Linked DNA regions of Mus musculus: regions 1 and 3 are each linked to region 2. A link is a contact called in public Hi-C and HiChIP or PLAC-seq data. All regions are on one chromosome and are shown on one strand. Each heading gives the region's core, a stretch centred on a gene start, on an enhancer-like site or on the middle of the called end of the contact. The rest is flanking DNA. Distances are from core to core; before and after follow the strand shown. Region 1 has its middle 38 kb from the start of C030029H02Rik. Region 2 overlaps Gm51502 (predicted gene, 51502). Region 3 has its middle 32 kb from the start of Gm36737.

Region 1 (2,700 bases), core at 68-2,567, 170 kb after region 2:
GCGCCAGGAAGCATGCGCCTCATTTTATCAAATGGTACCCGGCTTGGTAATGGCCTCCCCAGATAATTCGCGCTGATCTGTGGTGATGACCAGGGGGACAGCAATGATTGTCATGTTAGTAAAAAAAATCAAAACAATCATGTTACCTCAGTTCCACCATTAAAAGACTTGCTTCTCTGCAAATTTTTGCGCTCAGTAATTAATACTCTGGGGCTTGTGGTTTCCAAGCCGGCTCTCCAGGCACAGAGATGCCACTCACCTGATAATTATTTCAGGAGACCATGCACGAATGGATGTGATTGACAAATGCAGGATTGCTGTAATTGCCTCAAGCGGAGTCGGTGAGAAAAGGAGAAAGAAAGAGGGGAGTTAACTAGTTGTATGCTTACCTATCAGATGGGAGGGCAGCAGCAGAGAGGCGCCACGGTGTTGCAAGACACCTGACGGCTGTACTAATCGACCCAGCAGACAGGAGCTGGCGGTCTGCACTAGGTAGTGTCCTGACACACGTCTTAACTGGAGCTATGTCCAGGGCTGGGGCCTCATGTGGATCACACAAAGCTGTTATTGCTGTGCGCATGCTCCCCAAGAGACCAGTGGGACCACAGTCCACACGACCTGCTTAATTCATAGCAGGGAACTTGGGAAAAGTCCTTGGAGAACATGATTCAAAAACTACGCATGGTGGGAGTTTCGTAGCTTTGGTGCCTAAGCCAGGTTCTGCTCCTGTGGCTCCCCTCTCCTGGCTCAGAAGCATCAAGCTCAGAGGAAGCAAGCCTGGGTCTCCTAACAGAGAGATTCACATACCTGCACACTGGATTCAAAGAGATGCAGAGAAGCCCTCAGTCTTGATTGGCTACTCCAACTCCTCTAAATATGTGCAAATAATTTGTCAAGGTTATGTGAAATTGGGCACATTTTGCATAATTTGTATTTTTTTTCTCCTTCACATCTTCCTGGTAGCAGAACACCCTCTCTGAATTCCAGGCTGCTCCATGTGCTATGTAGGTGGCAGGGCCCATCTCGGGAGGTGCTCATGGGGCACCAAGAGTTGTGCAGATGTAGGCCTGCCAACGCACCTTCTATGGCCTGTGTATGCCATTCACATCTATAGATGGGGGACGATCCAGGTTTGTGCAGTTTGGCTAATATTTGGTTCACTACTTTAAAATGTACTTGAACACCTGGCATTTAGTGAGCATTTGCTAAATGGGAGGGAAAAAATCAAGCCAGCAAGGTAGAGACAATGCTGGGATCAGATGCAATAAGAGGGCTCAATGGCTGACTTGCTCCTGACTTAGGTAACAGCTTAATCTCTGTGAGTCGAAGAGCCTCATTAAGCATATGGTTTAGTTTGCTTTGGGAAGTGGAAAATGAAGGCATCAGAGTTGGTTGGTCAAATTGATTTTCTTAGAGCCAGAGTGACCCGCTCTTGACATTCACAAGTGAGAGTAAGCGGTAAGAAAACTACAGAGAACTGAGGCTCATCTATGCATGGACCACCCAGGGACTCCTACGGTGATGGATGCTTCAACTCACAGCTCAAGGTTTGCATTATAACAAGCTTGTGGTCTGCTTTTATTTAATATAGTGTTTTGTGTGCTCACAAGTTCATATGTGTGTACATGTGAATACATGTGTGTACATGCACAAAAGCATGGAGGCCAGAGGATAGCTTTAGCTTTCATCCCTTAGAAGCCAGCTACTTTTTAAGAAAATAATTTAATTTAACTTAATTAGACTTTAATTTTTTTAGATAAGATTTCTCATCTGTCTGGATCTTGATGATGAATAGTCTAGGCCTGCTAGCCAGGTAGCCCCAGGGAACCACCTCTCACCTCATCCTGGGCACTGGACTAGAAACACCTGGGTATCTTTCTATAGGTCCTGGGGATCAAAACCATACCTCATGTTTTAAAAAAAAAGAGCATTTACCAATAAGCCATCTCCTTAGCCCTTAGTAGTTTCAAAACCCGATTCATGTTGCATTCACCACACAGACCACACTTCTAGCTACCCATGCTCTGTGAGAGTTCAGAGGAGATCAGTCACATGAACGGCAGGGCAGTTTTGTGCAAAAAAAAAAAACCCAGCTCCACCCTTGAAATCATTCTGGTTATGTGTCTTCAGATTGTGACTTATACTGCATGAGTATTTTCAGATTCTGGGAACTTCCTGTCAAGTGTGGACCCTGGAGGTCATAGTAACATACATTTTCCCAACATCCTTTGAAAAGGCCAGCTGCATCCACCACCCATAAGGATTTTATTAACAACACAGGTAGAAAATTGTGTCTCAAAATTTGTTTGCATTTGCATGTTTTTGTTTCTAGTTGACGCTGAGTATTTATCTCCCCCCACTTTCCAGTTCCATGCGTTTTACTTTCAGCAAATTGTTGCTTTTGCCCATTTATTAAATGTAACATTCAAAAATTCTTCCTCATTCATGATCACTTTTTATATATTAGGTTAATATTTGGTCATATTTACCACAATTATTTTTACCGCATTTATTTGCTGTTTAACATTTTCAGTGTGTATGTGTGTGTGTATGTGTGTGTGTGTGTGTGTGTGTGAGAGAGAGAGAGAGAGAGAGAGACAGAGAGACAGAGAGAGAGACAGAGAGAAAGAGAGAGACAGAGAGAGAGAGAGAGAGACAGAGGGACACAGAAGCAGACAGAGACAAAGACAGAAACAGAGA
Region 2 (2,700 bases), core at 171-2,670:
TTTTGAGCATTAAGCCACAATGGACAAGCAGCCAGAGAAAGAATTTTCAAAAATTCAGGAAACACTTGAGAGGTAAAGCCAACATCCTGAGACAGAAGACAGGCCAGTTTTTGACACCAGGTCGGACCTAAGAGAGGCCTAAAACCCCCCAGCCAGGAAGTGCATGCCCGGGGTCAGGGCCCCTGAGACAGGAGAGCTCACCAGTATCCACGCACCACCGAAACCAACAGGCCTTGTCATGGGAAATTGGTTGAAAATGTGCTGACCCGCATAAAACTTTTATTAGAATCCGACAGCAGAAGGAGGACCTTCCAAGGATTCACAGGTTGGGAGAGCTGAGGAGAAAGTGTGTAGCCAGACTCAGAACCCTGGATTTCCTTTTGGTGGCCCTGCTGTCCCTTTGGGACTGGGTGCATCTGGGGTCTAAGAGCCTCTCAGAGCTCCTGGAGGCTTTCAAGCCATAGTCCTTACAGTCTCCACACTGTGCCATCGAGGCCAGGATTGGGACATTATGTCCTGCACCCCAACATCACTGGAATGGAGGGTGGAAGTGCAACACCCCCATACCCCCGACTCCTGCTGAGCTCCTGGGCAGGCAGACTTTCTAAAAAGGGAAAAGGGACATAAATCAGGAAATTAAAAAAAAAAAGTTTCTGCACATTTTCAAAACCCACGTTGCGTTCTCTGAGGTCCTTTTCATTTTAACCAAATCAGGGGGAACTTGTCCTCACAGCGGCAAGGCAGATGGAACGATAAATCACAGGCGCTGTTGACTGCCTGCAGTGCACTCTCCGCAGCTGTCACTTTTTGTCTCTTTGGTTTTAGCTGACATGGTTTGAGGTCCACTGTGAACCGATCTGGACTTTTTTTTTTTAATATTTTTTTTTTTTTTACAGTCATATCCATCAAAACGACCAGTGGCCACCAGCCCTTTACGGCTATTGATCGAGTGGCCCTTGCCCCCTCCAACCCAGTGCCATCCTGCTCTTAGGTGAATCTGGGTGGGGGGTGCGCCTCGTTCTCGTGGATTTTCTTCTTTCTTTTCTTTTTTTATTTTCTTTTTTTTTCTTTCTTTTTTTTCTTTTTTCTTTTTCTTTTTCTTTCTTTTTTTTTTTTTTTTTTTTTTGGCCTCCAGCTACAGCTGTGATTTTCTGAGCAGTCTTGGCTCCTGTTATTAAAGTTGCATCGGGCTAGAAGCGAGCAAAGCAGATAACAGCCGCTGTACAGCCGAGCTGGGAAGCCCGGCAGCCTGGTTCGTGTTGTTGTGTTTTTAAGTGCGTGGACGCGCGGGCAGAGGCTCGGAGTTTCCAACTCGTTGCTTATTTTGCAGAGTAAACAAGCAAATGTTATGTGCATAACCTTAGCTGTCTCGCTAAAGGTCAGAGCGCCCCGGCTCATTTCCCCGGCTGCCTTTTGGGGGCACTCTGATGCCAGGGATTTCTTTGGGTGTCGGAGAAACAACATGAGCTCGGCTAACAAAGACTCATTTTACAAAGCTGCAAAACAAAAACATTGATTACATTTGAACCCGAGTGCGCTAGTTTGCTTCCCTGTGCGAAACGCACACCCACCCACGCAGGAGCGCAAAACGGCCAGTGGCTGGAGCCCAAGGGCCTGGAGGCCAAGGGGCAGCTTGAAGACCACTTGGAGAAGATTCCCTGGGGCCGGCCTCTAAGACAGAGGCCCTGGACAGATCTGGGTTCTCTGGCCATGGAGTTGCCTTTCAGAAGCCGGTTTCAAGTTTCCCTTAGCATTGTGTTTTCTACCAAGGCTCCACTTCACTTCAAAGTCCCTGTGAGTGCTCTCATTTAAGCCTTGGTAATTTCACAATTGTACACTGGCAATACCAAACAACAAAAAACAAAACAAAACAAAACAAACAAAATACAATCAGTAGGTGGGCATAGGGACCTTAGCTCAAAGATACACAATTAACAACAACCAGAATAAGAAAAAAAAAAAAAAAAAAGACTGCTTTTAAAAAAAATCCCCAGTTAGGTCAGGTTAAATTTATTATATTCTTTTATAGCTGAACTCTATAGTTTTGACGTGAGGCGACAGCTGAAATGTACCAGAGACCTTTGGAATTTCAGTACTATATATTATAAAGAGGAAGGAAATACGGTTGTGCAATCAGAAGCTAGGTGCTTGTCTTAATATGTTCAAGGAAAAATAATTTTAATTTTTGGAATTATTATTATACCTTTTTTTTCTCTTTTTAAATTATGGAGTGAAGTACGAGAAAAGCAGGGCCTGTAACATAGTGACTAGACAAAAACATTGGCTCTGTCAGAAAATTTCAGATTGCTACAGTAAGATGACTGGAAGATGAGGCTCCTGCTTTTACATGAACCACTAAGTTGGGCTAGCGTGCTACTCTGGATGTCTAAAGACTGCTTTTGTTTGGGTGATTTTTCGGCTGAGTGTGTCTGGGCTTGGGGTTCGAACCTGAAATTTATGCAAAGGGGTCAAGGGCCATCTCTCTGCTCAAAGTTCAATTCCAAGTGGGGAGAATTATTTTCCAGTAAAATTATTCCACATTGAGAAGAGTGGGTCTGTCTTTTAGGTTCTCCTATTTAGCTTAGCCATTGGAAAACAAATAGATTGAATATAGAATCTATGCAGGAAACTGTGTCCAGCTCCAAGAGCCTTGTGCTGGGTCAGGTGTCTACAGAGAATTTTGTAAGTCTCTAACTCCTG
Region 3 (2,700 bases), core at 161-2,660, 150 kb after region 2:
AAGTGACAGCTCTGGAGTGCATCTTCTCAGGCTGACAGAGTGGAGGGGACGGCAGTGGCCACTTCTGCTCTCGGAGTTTGGCTTAGGGAAACACCCATCAAAGGTGCAGTTCTGGCAACAGACGCCTTGACCTCCCTCTCTTTATTGCCAGCTAATAACAAAGTGCAAGCCAAGAAGCAAATTCATTGCAAATTGTATAAAAGTTTCAGGGCCAGAATGAAGCTGTTAAAAACCACATCTGTAAAAATGGTGTAATTATTATGGGTGGGTAAAAATCTGGCAAGAGTTATTTTCTTAAATAAGGCGTAAAAGGGAACAGATGTGGTGTAACTGACTCCCCCCCCCCCCCAGCTTCACAAAGTCTATGAAAAGAGAAAAATGGATCTGATTTATCAGATTATCTTATTTATTTCAGTACAGCAGCCAGGAGGCCAGGAAAAAAAAATCCTGTTGTCTGTTCTCAGTCCTTTATAAAAAGAAGAGTCGACGGGAACTGGGCGAGACACTTCCAGGCGATGCAGGCATGGCTGCCAATGAGCGAGGAGCATGTGTGGGGAACAGCAGGAAAAGTCAGAATCAAGGCTCAGAGAAGATGCAATGACAGGAGGGGAGGTGGCCATGACATCTAAGTAGAAAATCACAGGCACAAAGGAACATGGCAGTTTGGGATCAAGCTGGAATGTGAAAAATGACCAAAGACAAAGACAGGCACTTTAAGTCTGGAAGTCATTACCTCCTCGTGAAGACAGCAGAATTCCACGTTGCTTGGTCAGTGTCTGCAAGGGCCATCCAGGGAGGCTTTTGGTGGGATTTGCTTCTCCACCCCCCCATCTCTCTCTCTCTCTCTCTCTCTCTCTCTCTCTCTCTCTCTCTCTCTCTCTCTCTCTCTCTGAGCTTAGCAACATAAATTTGTTGTCATTGATGTATTAAATACAATGGACACATGTTGGCAGGGAGGATGCAGGCAGAGCCTGGAAGGTATTAAAGGGACAGCCTATGAAATAATCGCCTAAATGGGCCCACTGCAGGATCTTAATACCCCGTGACAACATTCAATTGTCAAATTCTGCCAGAGTGTCCTACATGCTACAACAATTAAGCCAGAAATTCTTAGGTTTATTTTAGTGCCCCCCTCCCCAAATTCCCCGTTAAGAACAGGAAATGCCAGCGAGCTGTGAGACTCTAAAGCAAGAACTCAGAACTTGGAAGAAAAAGGGATGGCCTAGCATTTTATGAGACTTCTGCCATTAACTCTGTAATGAATGTCTTTCACCTCCCCTCGATAAAGAGGCAATGTGGGTTTTAATTGGACTTTTGGCTTTTCTTCATTTGATTTAAACCAAGGTAGAGTTTCAAACAATAACACCGAACACCTGGTTAACACATTAGATGGTATGGTGCAGTTGTAAATTGTGGTTTTAATAGTAGGTCTCTGGGGAATTTCAAAGGCCCTCATTGTTCTGTTTGGTAGATATTAGAGGGGGAAAAAAAGAACAATTTTGGGCTATAAGAGCCACACACATGACTTTGGTCCAAGTCAGCTTATGAAATTTGATCATTCGACCCTAGCGGGAGCCAGTTTTTGACTGAGACTCAGAATCACACACTTGCTGGTTCCATATTTCTAGGGCAACAGGGCCAGTGTCATGTCTAAGCATGAAGGTGAATTCTGTGTGTGTTCACATACACCAACAAATGCATGATCTTCCTGTGTGTTGGTGTGTGCAGGGGTGCGGGAGCCTTAGAGTAGCAGTTCTCTTTCTTCCCTTTCTTAAAACAAAACAAATGAGGCTCTTTGGGCTGGCGGAGTCTTATTCCCGCTACTTGTGGGTTTTCTTTTCCAGCAGCCCCTTTCCACATCAGCAGGGGGCTGGCCCTGCCTGGAAGCCTGAGGGGGTCCCCTCATATTTTAAAGTGACACTTTCCCAAATGCCTGAATGACTTTTGCCCTTCCCTTCCAGCTGTGGCTCCACCCCTGCCTTTGCTTCCTAATTCTCCTGGGCACATACTGAAAACAAAGCCGAAGGTCTTATTGCTTCCCTCTGACTGGAACCATGAACTTGGTGGAAATTGCCAACAGAGATGCCTTTGGAGTCATTGCTCTGCATAGCCTTCCTCCTGCCCACTTGGCCTCACCTACAGGGCTCCTCCCATACTCCGAATACAAGACCAATAGAAGTCACTCTGGAGGACCTTGAGGGGGACCTTGCTGCCTACAGTCCAGGATATCCCAAAGAGGAAAGGGAGAAGAAAGAAAGAATGGTCATTAGGGAAGAAACAGCATAGAGGCCATCTCTTTGAAACCTGTTAATTTAGGACAAGGGATTGAGAACTCAAGTCTAGCAGGGGCAGGCTGAGAAGCCCTTTCTCTGCTTTGCTCTGCTCACCATGCTGTGGCAAGACTGCAGAGAGACTTCCCATTGCCCTATGCTGTTCTCGGGCTTTCCTGCTACTGCAAACATGAAACCAAGGGCCATGTTCTAAGCAGCAGGTGCCAGCTGATCCAGGAGGTGATGAGAGATCTCTGAATGCCAACTGCAGCCATTTACCATGCATTTTATGCCCTGATCCTGGGCCTAGAGCTTCATTCACAGGAGACATGCTTCCCTGCACACAGTAGGCACTGTGCCTCACACACAGTGAGTGCTTATTAGTCATTCCCAGTGAATGTGCATGCCTTCCAGCAGGCTCAGTGCCTTG

The links. Hi-C and Micro-C count contacts between places; a contact is called where the count stands out from the background. HiChIP or PLAC-seq counts read pairs in DNA pulled down with a chosen protein or histone mark.
Region 1: a contact with region 2 is called in a PDX1 HiChIP or PLAC-seq map of a beta-TC-6 cell line, with 12 times the contacts expected there. The contact joins two enhancer-like sites. A contact is called at or near these places in 3 of 484 Hi-C or Micro-C datasets (nephron progenitors and uterus) and 1 of 115 datasets of contacts at active chromatin or transcription factors (a beta-TC-6 cell line).
Region 3: a Hi-C map of nephron progenitors shows a contact between it and region 2, with 3 times the contacts expected there. The contact joins two enhancer-like sites. A contact is called at or near these places in 6 of 484 Hi-C or Micro-C datasets (nephron progenitors and uterus) and 1 of 115 datasets of contacts at active chromatin or transcription factors (a beta-TC-6 cell line).

The regions. Positions count from the first base shown.
Region 1 is chr7:136,229,459-136,232,158 of GRCm38.p6, forward strand. No RefSeq gene overlaps it. Among named protein-coding and RNA genes, the nearest start is that of C030029H02Rik, 38 kb to the right of the region's middle. Within about 2 kb of position 1,318, at least 3 of the 459 cell types and tissues checked have an H3K27ac peak or open chromatin away from gene starts, as enhancers often do.
Region 2 is chr7:136,059,326-136,062,025 of GRCm38.p6, forward strand. All of the region lies in intron 1 of Gm51502 (predicted gene, 51502), which reads left to right. Among named protein-coding and RNA genes, the nearest start is that of Gm51502, 13 kb to the left of the region's middle. Within about 2 kb of position 1,421, at least 56 of the 459 cell types and tissues checked have an H3K27ac peak or open chromatin away from gene starts, as enhancers often do. A contact at or near this core is called in nephron progenitors, where this site is marked.
Region 3 is chr7:136,212,746-136,215,445 of GRCm38.p6, forward strand. No RefSeq gene overlaps it. Among named protein-coding and RNA genes, the nearest start is that of Gm36737, 32 kb to the left of the region's middle. Within about 2 kb of position 1,411, at least 20 of the 459 cell types and tissues checked have an H3K27ac peak or open chromatin away from gene starts, as enhancers often do. A contact at or near this core is called in nephron progenitors, where this site is marked.